Regions from separate parts of the Hordeum vulgare genome. Here region 1 is linked to region 2. A link is a contact called in public Hi-C data. All regions are on one chromosome and are shown on one strand. The core of a region is the stretch at or near the end of the contact, and the rest is flanking DNA. Distances in the headings are between cores, read along the strand shown.

Region 1 (4,531 bases), core at 268-2,767, 290 kb after region 2:
TCGTAGAGGAAGCACTCAGAATGAACAAACACTTGCCCCATCCATTTTTCTAAGAGAGAGACACCTACTCATGTGTTGAGATCAAGATATTCCATTCCTAACATATGAATCTTGATTTCTATCCTCCCCAAGTTGCTTTCCACCCAATCAATCTCTTCTACCCAAACCAAATCAATGAGAGAGTGATTGAGTGTTGAGGAGACTATCTTTTAAAGCACAAGAACGAAGAGTTCATCATACTACCACATCTATTATCTTTTGGAGAGTGGTGTCTCCTAGATTGGTTTGGTGTCGCTTGGGAGCCTCCGACTTCGTGTGGAGTTGAACCAAGAAGTTTGTAAGGGCAAGGAAATCGCCTACTTCATGAAGATCTACCCTGAGTGAGGCTAGTCCTTCGTGGACATAAGCCATGACGGAATATACAAGGTTGCTTCTGTGTGGACCCTTCGTGGGTTGAGCCCTCCGTGGACTCTCGCGGTCGTTACCCTCTATGGATTGAAGTCTCCATTAACGTGGACGTATGATAGCATCATTTATCGAAACCACGCCAAAAACCATCGTGTCAATCCTTGCGTTTGATCTTCCTAACTCTACTCCTTACTTTCATGTGCATGTATTTACATTCCCTGTTATACTCGTAGGTTTGCATATGTAGGGTGTGCTTGACTTGCTATAATTGCTAAAATCCGCCAACCATTGAAATTGAGGAAATGTTAGGTTTTAATTTTGTCAAATAGTCTATTCATCCCTCCTCTAGATATCCCTTCTAGTGATCCAATAGGTCCTTGTCGGAGCCCGTAACCCAGACAGTGCGAGTCGACGTGAGGTTGATGACGTATCCTTCCTCGTAGGAGCCGACGTCCATCACGACGCGGTTGCGTCGACCGCATTAGTGCACAATATGGGGCGCGGAAGAGAGTGACTCCGCCTCTCCAACATGTGTCGTCGCAAGGGCCTCCGCTGCATTCCGTGCTAGCCGCCTCGCCCGGCGGGCACGCTACGCCATGATTTCGTCCGAGTTCGACCATATGATGCATGCTCAATGCGCCAACGAAGGGGCTGCGCTTCCGCCATGGCGTTCAGACGCCAGACGGACCGCACCACCTCTGGTGAGCCAGCAACACCGGATCCAACCACCGGTTGTGCGGACGCCATGCAAGAGGTGAGTTTGGACGGCTGATGGGAGTGGAGGGGAATGTTGTGAAACGGCTAGGGTTTGATCCGACGAACGCATAAAACGAATATATGTGGGATAGATACGGACCAACGCGGGCCAGTACGGGCTAGGCGGGCGTGCCCTTCTTTCCGTATCCGTCTTATATTTGGACTGAAAAAGAGGAATGTCGGTCAACCCGTACGTTTGAGGTAAGTTTGAAGGATCCGTGTGAATCTATTTTTTTTTATGATTGGTTAGTTTAGTGATCTGACGTTAAGAGGTTCGGGCACCTTTTTTATGATTGGTTAGTTTAGTGATCTGACGTTAAGAGGTTCGGGCACCTTCGAACATTTTCGTACTGTACGTGTAGCATCGCTGGGCAACTCACACGATCCTAGTTCGTAGACCCCCGGACATCTGCCTCTACTTACATTCCTTCCTTCGATCGTCCTTCGCTTCTTCTCCGCCACAGCGCCCCAATCCCCAGGCCCTCATCCTCACTCCTCACGCGGGCACAGACGCAGCATCTCCCCAGAGTCCGACTGCATCGACAGTCGTGCTCGTGCTACGCCCACGTCCGGGGGACCCACCACCGGCCCCGCCTCCGCCTCCATAAACTCCATTAACTACCTTGAAGTAGAGCTTGCCTTCAAGAGTTGAGCCACCACCTTGCAGTCACAGTCGTCACACTCCCCCGCCGTCTCCGCATACCACAACTAGTAATGGCTCCACCGCCTGCTCTGGCTCCTCGTCCCTTTCTTGCTCGCTCGATGCAACGGCAGGAATTGACGACGTGGTAAGGGTCCGTGCGTGAGCTGAGCTCGTCGGAAGAATGGGAGAATTTGCGGCGGCGGGCGAGGCGGGCAGCCAAGAAGCAGAGCAAGACGAGCAGGGGAGGCTTGCGACGGCACTGGACGCCATAAACTCTCTCATATCTGCATCCTTCTCCGCCTCCCTCTTCCCGCTCAAGTGGCAGCTCGTCAGGGACAGGTTCAACCGGCTCCACGCCGGCCTCGCGGACATCACCGTCATCGCGGCCTCCGACGGCGGGGAGAGGCACGAGGCGTTCGAAGGCCTCCTGCGGGACGTCGTTGACGCGGTGAGGGAGGCGCGGGAGCTGGTGCCGCGGAGCCAGGGGCGGCACTACGGAGGCGGAAAGCTGCGGCTGCGGAGCGACCTCGACGTCGTCGCGTCTACGCTCGACACGCACCTGGCGCGGCTGGACGAGATATGCGCCTCGGGCTCGCTGACGCGCGCGCGGGCGCTCGTGGTGCCGCGGCCGTGCGCCGGCGCCAGCCGCGAGGACGTGCGGTTCTACGTGCGCGACCTCTTCGCCAGGCTCCGGGTCGGCGGAGCGGAGATGCGGAGGGAGGCCGCCGCCGCGCTCAACGAGGTGCTGCGAGACGACGACAAGTGCGTTCGGCTCGTCGTGTCCGACGTCGCCGACGGAATTGGGGTTCTCGTTGGGCTGCTCGAGTCCCCAGACGCTTGCATCCAAGAAGAGGCACTGGACGCCATCTCGGTGATCGCCGGGCATGACGCTTGCAAGGGCGACCTGGTCGTCGGCGGCGTCATCGCTCCGGTGATCCGGGTTCTTAACACGGGCGCCGGGCCGGCAGCGAAGGAGCGGGCGGCTCGGGTGCTCAGCAAGCTCACCGAGAACGCCGACAACGCATGGGCCGTCGCCGCGCACGGCGGCGTCACGGCATTGGTCAACATCTGCTCGGACCACCGTGCCAGCGGCGGCGAGCTCGTATGCGCGGCGTGCCGGGTGCTGAAGAGCCTCGTGGGCGTCGAGGAGATAAGGAAGTACATGGTGGCCGACGCCGGGGCGGTGCCGGTGCTCGTGTCGCTCTTGCAGGGGCCCGCCGAGGAGGGGGCGCAAATCCAGGCAATGGAGCTCCTCGCGGCGATCGCCTCCGGAGACAGCTCATCCAGGGAGGTCGTGCTCCAAGAAGGCACCGCCGAGTCCCTCGTCCGCGCACTGGACCCGGGCATCCCGCGCTCCTCAAAGGCACGGGAGGTTGCGCTCCGCGCTATCGACGCGCTCTGCTTCTCATCGCCGGACTCGATCGACCGGCTCATCGGCGCCGTCTTCCTCAACCGCGTGCTCTTCTTCCTCCGCAATGGCGACACCACGCTGCAGCACTGCGCCTTAAAAGCGGCGCACCGGCTGTGTCACGTGTCGGAGGAGACCAAGAAGGCAATGGGGGACGCCGGGTTCATGCCGGAGCTGGTGGGCATCGTCCAGGCGGCCAAATCCCTCGAGACGAGGGAGATGGCGGCGGAGGCGCTCAGCGCCATGATGTCCGTGCACCGCAACCGGAAGCGCTTCGTCCAGGATGACCGCAACGTGGCGCAGATACTGCAGCTGCTTGGCCCCGACGAAGAGAAACCCTCGCCGGCGAAGCGGTTCTTGCTGTCGACACTGGTGCATCTGGCGGACAGCAACTCCGGCCGGAGGAAGATCATGTCATCGGAGCACGTGAGGTAATCACAACATTATTAAAACGATCCCATGATAAATTCTCGACTTCTGAATACATTGATGCTAACAAGATTTGTTGGAACCTTGACGAATGTCAGGAACCTCGAGAAGCTTGCAGAGACCAACGTGACAGACGCTAAGAAGATCGTGAAGAAGCTCGGCGGGAGCAAGCTCAGGAACATGTTCCATGGCATTTGGAGCCTGTGACCTTGTGTCCGGCACCAGTTCTTGATTGTGCTGTCCGTATGGGAAGCTAACACATATGTTCACTCCATATTTTGTTACAGTGAACGAACGAGTGAATCTCTCCAGTGTCCAGTGTATTCAAGCACTCCGTGATGTGTCGCTCCTGACACATCACACACACACATACGCACTGGCACTCTCCTCTGTAAATTGCTCATCTCTGTGAAATAAAAGTATAATCATTCAAAGCCATTCCATAATGTAGGAGTATGTCCACCCAGCGATGAGATGATTTCAGCGGGTCACTGGATCATAAGAATGGCAAATCGATCGATCCGAGTCACAGCTCGCGCGCAGAATCTCATGGTAGGGCCGCCTGCGCGTTATGATCTCTCCTTTTTCAGTACCACTAGACAGTAGCACCGGTGCAGTGGGGATCGAGGGCCTGCCTGACCGACGTACTCTAGCAACGCCGATGAATTATGATGATCTGCTCCGGTGATCGCAATAAGTTGGCCGCTTTCCTTTTTTTTCTTACGTACTTATTGCAACCGAAACCGTGGACGATGGATCGAGCGGCGTCTGCATGCTCGGACGCTGACCTCTCTGACTGCAGCATGTAGCCGTGTCTCTGATCATGGGCTCGTGTACTCAGGATGTACGCTGGTCAAAGGAGGACGACGTAGATTATGTGCCTGATC
Region 2 (4,637 bases), core at 1,908-4,407:
ACTTAGACTTGATCAACCTTGTACTTTATCTTCTCTATGACCAATCTTTGGATAAAATCTTGAATACCACCCTGGTCATAATATAAACTCCTTGACACCAATAGATGGACTTCAAGAAGTGCCTACGGACAAATCCTTCGAATATAATTCAAGGCAACCATTAGTCCATAGAAATTGTCATCAATTATCAAAACTATACATGGAGAAATATGCTCTAATATGTGAAAGGTAAAACCGTGCCTGTCACGGAAGCAAAACCATGTCTCGCGCGAAAAAACCCAGAAAATACGTTTTTTCAGTTCCGAGAGGCACGACCGTGACTCTCACAAAAAACCTTTTAGAGAGCTTGCAAAAGCCAAACCATGCCTCTCGCGGAAGTAAAATCGTGCCTCTCATGAAAAAAAACACCAACAGAAAACATGTTTTTTTATTTCCGAGAGGCACGACCGTACCTTTTATGAAAGCAAAATCGTGCCTCTCGCAGAAAAAAAAACAGAAAACGCTTATTTTGCATGCAAAAGGAAATTTAAAAAATCATCAAAAAGCTAAAAAAAATAGACCAATGAAAGATCAAAACACCATAAAAACCTAGAAAAACTCATTCTAAAAAGTCAAAAATACGTGCGAAAAATAAAAAACTCCAAAAGAAACGTTCAAAGCGCGACATGTGAGGGTGCCTAAGAGCACGCCAAATTCACACGAATGCTTCCTAACTAGTTGCTTCCTCATAATCAGTGCCTTAAGCACCCGTTCCTTGTATTTCCGCTATCGGACGCACAACCTCTCCTTCGCAGAGTAGTTCGGTCCGGTGATCTTGCTTCTACTTACTCGTTGCACAACCACTCAACTACCTCAACTTTTTGTGTTTACTAAGAGCTTTTTCCTTCCTTTTCTTCTTTCTTTTTCTTTTTTTCTTGGAACGGACTTGTTCTATTTTTTTCCTCTTTATTTCTCTTGGAAATGTTTTCTTTTTTTGCGAAACGCGTGAACTATCTTTTCAAATGTGTGAAATGTCTTTCTCTTTTATTTCTTTTTTTGCTATATGCGCGAACTACCTTTTCAAATGTGTGATTTTTTTAAGAAAAATGATTATCTTTTTTCCGAAATACATGAAATTATTTCAAAATTTGGTAACTTCGTTTCAAAAATGATAAACTTTTTCTAAAATTTATCAAAAAATTCCAAAATCAATGAATTTTTTTTAAATCGTTGATTTTTTAATTTAGATTTTTATTTTGCAAATTCGATGAGCTTTTTCCAAAATCCTAGATCTTATTAAAATTTAGGGATATTTGCATTTGTGCCCCTAGTTGGGTCACGCTCGACTGATTTGCCCCTATTTTTTCAATAATTGCGGTTTTGCCCAGCTCACTCCACTCGCCTTGTGTTTTTGCCCTTCCGGCACGGTTCCTTCCAGTTATCAGTCACCACGTGGCGAAACATGACTGGACCGAACCATGCCGGAAGGGCAAAAACACAAGGCTAGTGAAGTGAGCTGGGCAAAACCGCAATTATTGAAAAAATAGGGGCAAATCAGTCGAGTGTGACCCAACTAGGGGCACAAATGCAGTTATCCCTAAAATTTATGATTGTTTTTATATGTGATAAACTTTTTTTCAAATTTAATGAACTGTTTTTTTCAAATTGAATGCACTGTTTTTAAAATGTATGACTTGTTTTTTCCAAATTCCTGAACTTTCTTCAAGTTCATAATCTTTCTTTCAAATTTTGTGATTATTTTAAATTCAAGATTTGTTTTATGTTTTCCCAGATTTCCCCCATATTCTTTCAAATTGAACGGTTAACCGGTCAAATGTGAACGATCAATTGTGATCGAGTGAACGAGGCGTCTCGGGCGGGCACATGTGCACAGTTCCCCTAGCCGGCGCTTACGAGGTCCCACGTAGCTCTCATCTCGCATGAAGCTTTTTCCTCGACGTATAGTTCTTCATCGGTCCATTCTTAGAATTTTTTCATACCGCGCACTCACTTGGGGTTGACTTGTTCGCTTCTTTCGGGTTTTTAGTTTCTCTAAATTTGTTTTTCATGTTTCTTCATTTTTCCCTTTTCGTAGTTTTTTCATTGGTTTTCTTCCTTTCTTTCCGTTCTTTCACTGGATTTTTGAATCTTTTCCTTCTTCTGTGTTTTTATTTGTATCTTTCCGATGTTCTCCATTTTCATTTTCATTTTTATTTTTTGCCTTCATTAGTTTTCTTCATTATTCTTTGTTTCTTTCTTGATTTTCACAGATTTCATTCTTGTTTGCATTAATTTTCTTTATTTTCCATTATATATTTTTGAATTTTTAATGGGTTCCTTCATTTTTCTTTGATTCTTTTCCTATTTCATCGGGTTTCTTTCTTGTAAAGCATGTCAACAAATATCATTACACATTCAACTTTTTTAGTATGAGTCAAAAATATATTTTATATACTTGTTTAACATTTTATAAATATATAATAATCACTTTTTTGAAAACTTGGTTGTTTTGATGTCTAATTTTTGAGACACGTTGTACAATTTTTTGTGTCTCATACATTTTGTAAGAAACTTAACATTTTTCAAAGACAAGATTAATATTTATCAAATACATGGACAATATTTTTCAATGCTCAGCAAACATTTGTTATTGGCAATAGACAGGTTTTCACACACAATATACATATTTTTATACGTCAACAACATTTCTATATACAAAGTTAACCTTTTAAAATAAATATTATTTGATTTTCAATTTTATTTAATGATATTGTAAACTTTCATATAGAAGAATAACATTTTTTATACATTGTTATCATGCTTTAATACATACTCCATTTTTTTATACATTGTTAATATTTCTATATACAAAGTAGTTCACAATTTTATATACACTGTATTGTTATATATTTCTATATATGTCAAACATTTTTCTATACACATTTAACATATTTCACATGCTTGATTAACATTTTTCAAATTATTAATTAATATCTTTAAATTCTTGATTAACCAAGTCAAAATATATATTCGATTGAAATTTTTCAATGGCTTAATTATCATTTTTTAAATACATGAAAAACTTTTTAAATAAATATACAGAAATAAATAACGGGGTAGTGGCCTCCCGCGCACTGGACTGGCCCATTTAGGGTGGCGCCTGATTGGAGCTGGCGCTATGTCTCGGGATCTCCTAAACGGCGCTGCAGGCGCCCGTTCAGGGTCCTGGCGCTCCAAGATGACGCGACTGGTCCGGCCCACCAAACGGGAAGAAAAGCGAAAGCTTTAAAACCGCACAAATTATTTGTCTCTTCAGAATGTTTCGAAATCGGTACATCTAGTTCGCATACAATGCAACCAGCCACTCAGGCTAGCAGCGTTTGATGATTTTCAATAGCGGAAAATGCGTAATATCAATGGCACAGCACTATTTTATTCCGTAGAGTCATTCGTCTATTGTACCTCTTAAGAGGAAATTGAATTATTTGGGAAAAATCGTTGTTTTGAAAAAAGTTCTTCATTTTGAAAGAAAATATCACAAACCTGCAAAATCATCAAATTTTGAATAAAAGTTCTTAGATTTTGAAAATAAAAATGTTCATCGAATTTGAGAAATTTTGTCAAATTTGAAAAACAGTTTAGCAAATTTGAAACACGTTCATTGAATTTTAGAAAAAGTTAATGGATTTTCAAAAATAGTTCATAAAATTTGAAAATAGTTCATTGAATTCGAAAAACAAAGTTCATCGAATTTGAAAAAAGTTCACCATATTTGAAAATATTTCATCAAAATTGATCATCGAATTTTAAAATAGGTCATCATATTTCTGAAAATAGTTCATCAAATTTGGAAAACAGTTCATAAATTTTAAAATTAGTTCAACATATTTGAAAAATTGTTCATCGAGTTTGAAACGGAAGCTAATGTATTTTTGAAAAATGTTCATCAAATTTAGAAAATTTCATAAAATCTTAAGTAGTTCATAAAATTTGAAAATAGTTCATTGAGTTTGAAAAGAAGTTCATCAAATTTGAATATTGTTCACCGAATTTAGAAAAGTTCATCAAAATTGAAATAATTTCATCAAATATGAAAAAAGTACATCGAATTTGAAAATTGTTCACCGAATTTAAAAAGTTCATAAAATTTGAAAATAGTTCATCGAATTTGAAAAGAAATTCATCGAATTTGAATATTTTTCACCGAATTAAAAAAGTTCATCAAAATTGAAATAATTCCATGGAATATGAAAAAAATACAACAAATTTTAAAATTGTTCACCGAATTTTAAAAAGTTCATCAAAATTGAAATAATTTCATCAAATTTGTAAAGAAGTTCATGGAATTTGAATATTGTTCACCGAATTTGAAAAAGTTCATCAAAATTGAAATAATTTCATCGAATATGAAAAAACTACATTGAATTTGGAAATTGTACACCGAACTTAAAAAAGTTCATCATAATTGAAATAATTTCGTCAAATTTGAAATGAAGTTCATCAAATTTGAGTATTGTCCACCGAAATTTAAAAAGTTCATCAAAATTGAAATAATTTCATCGAATATGAAAAAAGTACATCAAATTTGAAAATTGTTCACCAAATTTTAAAAAGTTCATCAAAATTGAAATAATTTCATCAAATAAGAAAAAATTACA

The links. Hi-C and Micro-C count contacts between places; a contact is called where the count stands out from the background.
Region 1: a contact with region 2 is called in a Hi-C map of leaf, with 7 times the contacts expected there. The contact joins the promoter of LOC123425706 here to the enhancer-like site in region 2. A contact is called at or near these places in 5 of 6 Hi-C or Micro-C datasets (leaf and seedling) and 1 of 1 datasets of contacts at active chromatin or transcription factors (embryo).

What each region holds. Positions count from the first base shown.
Region 1 is chr2H:169,599,794-169,604,324 of MorexV3_pseudomolecules_assembly, forward strand. LOC123425706 (vacuolar protein 8) reads left to right here and starts at 1,518. Exons shown (of 2, transcript XM_045109419.1): 1 at 1,518-3,646; 2 at 3,743-4,082. The coding sequence starts at 1,989. The coding sequence ends at 3,851.
Region 2 is chr2H:169,307,559-169,312,195 of MorexV3_pseudomolecules_assembly, forward strand. No RefSeq gene overlaps it. Among protein-coding and RNA genes, the nearest start is that of LOC123425706, 290 kb to the right of the region's middle. Within about 2 kb of position 3,158, at least 3 of the 3 cell types and tissues checked have open chromatin away from gene starts, as enhancers often do. A contact at or near this core is called in leaf and seedling, where this site is marked.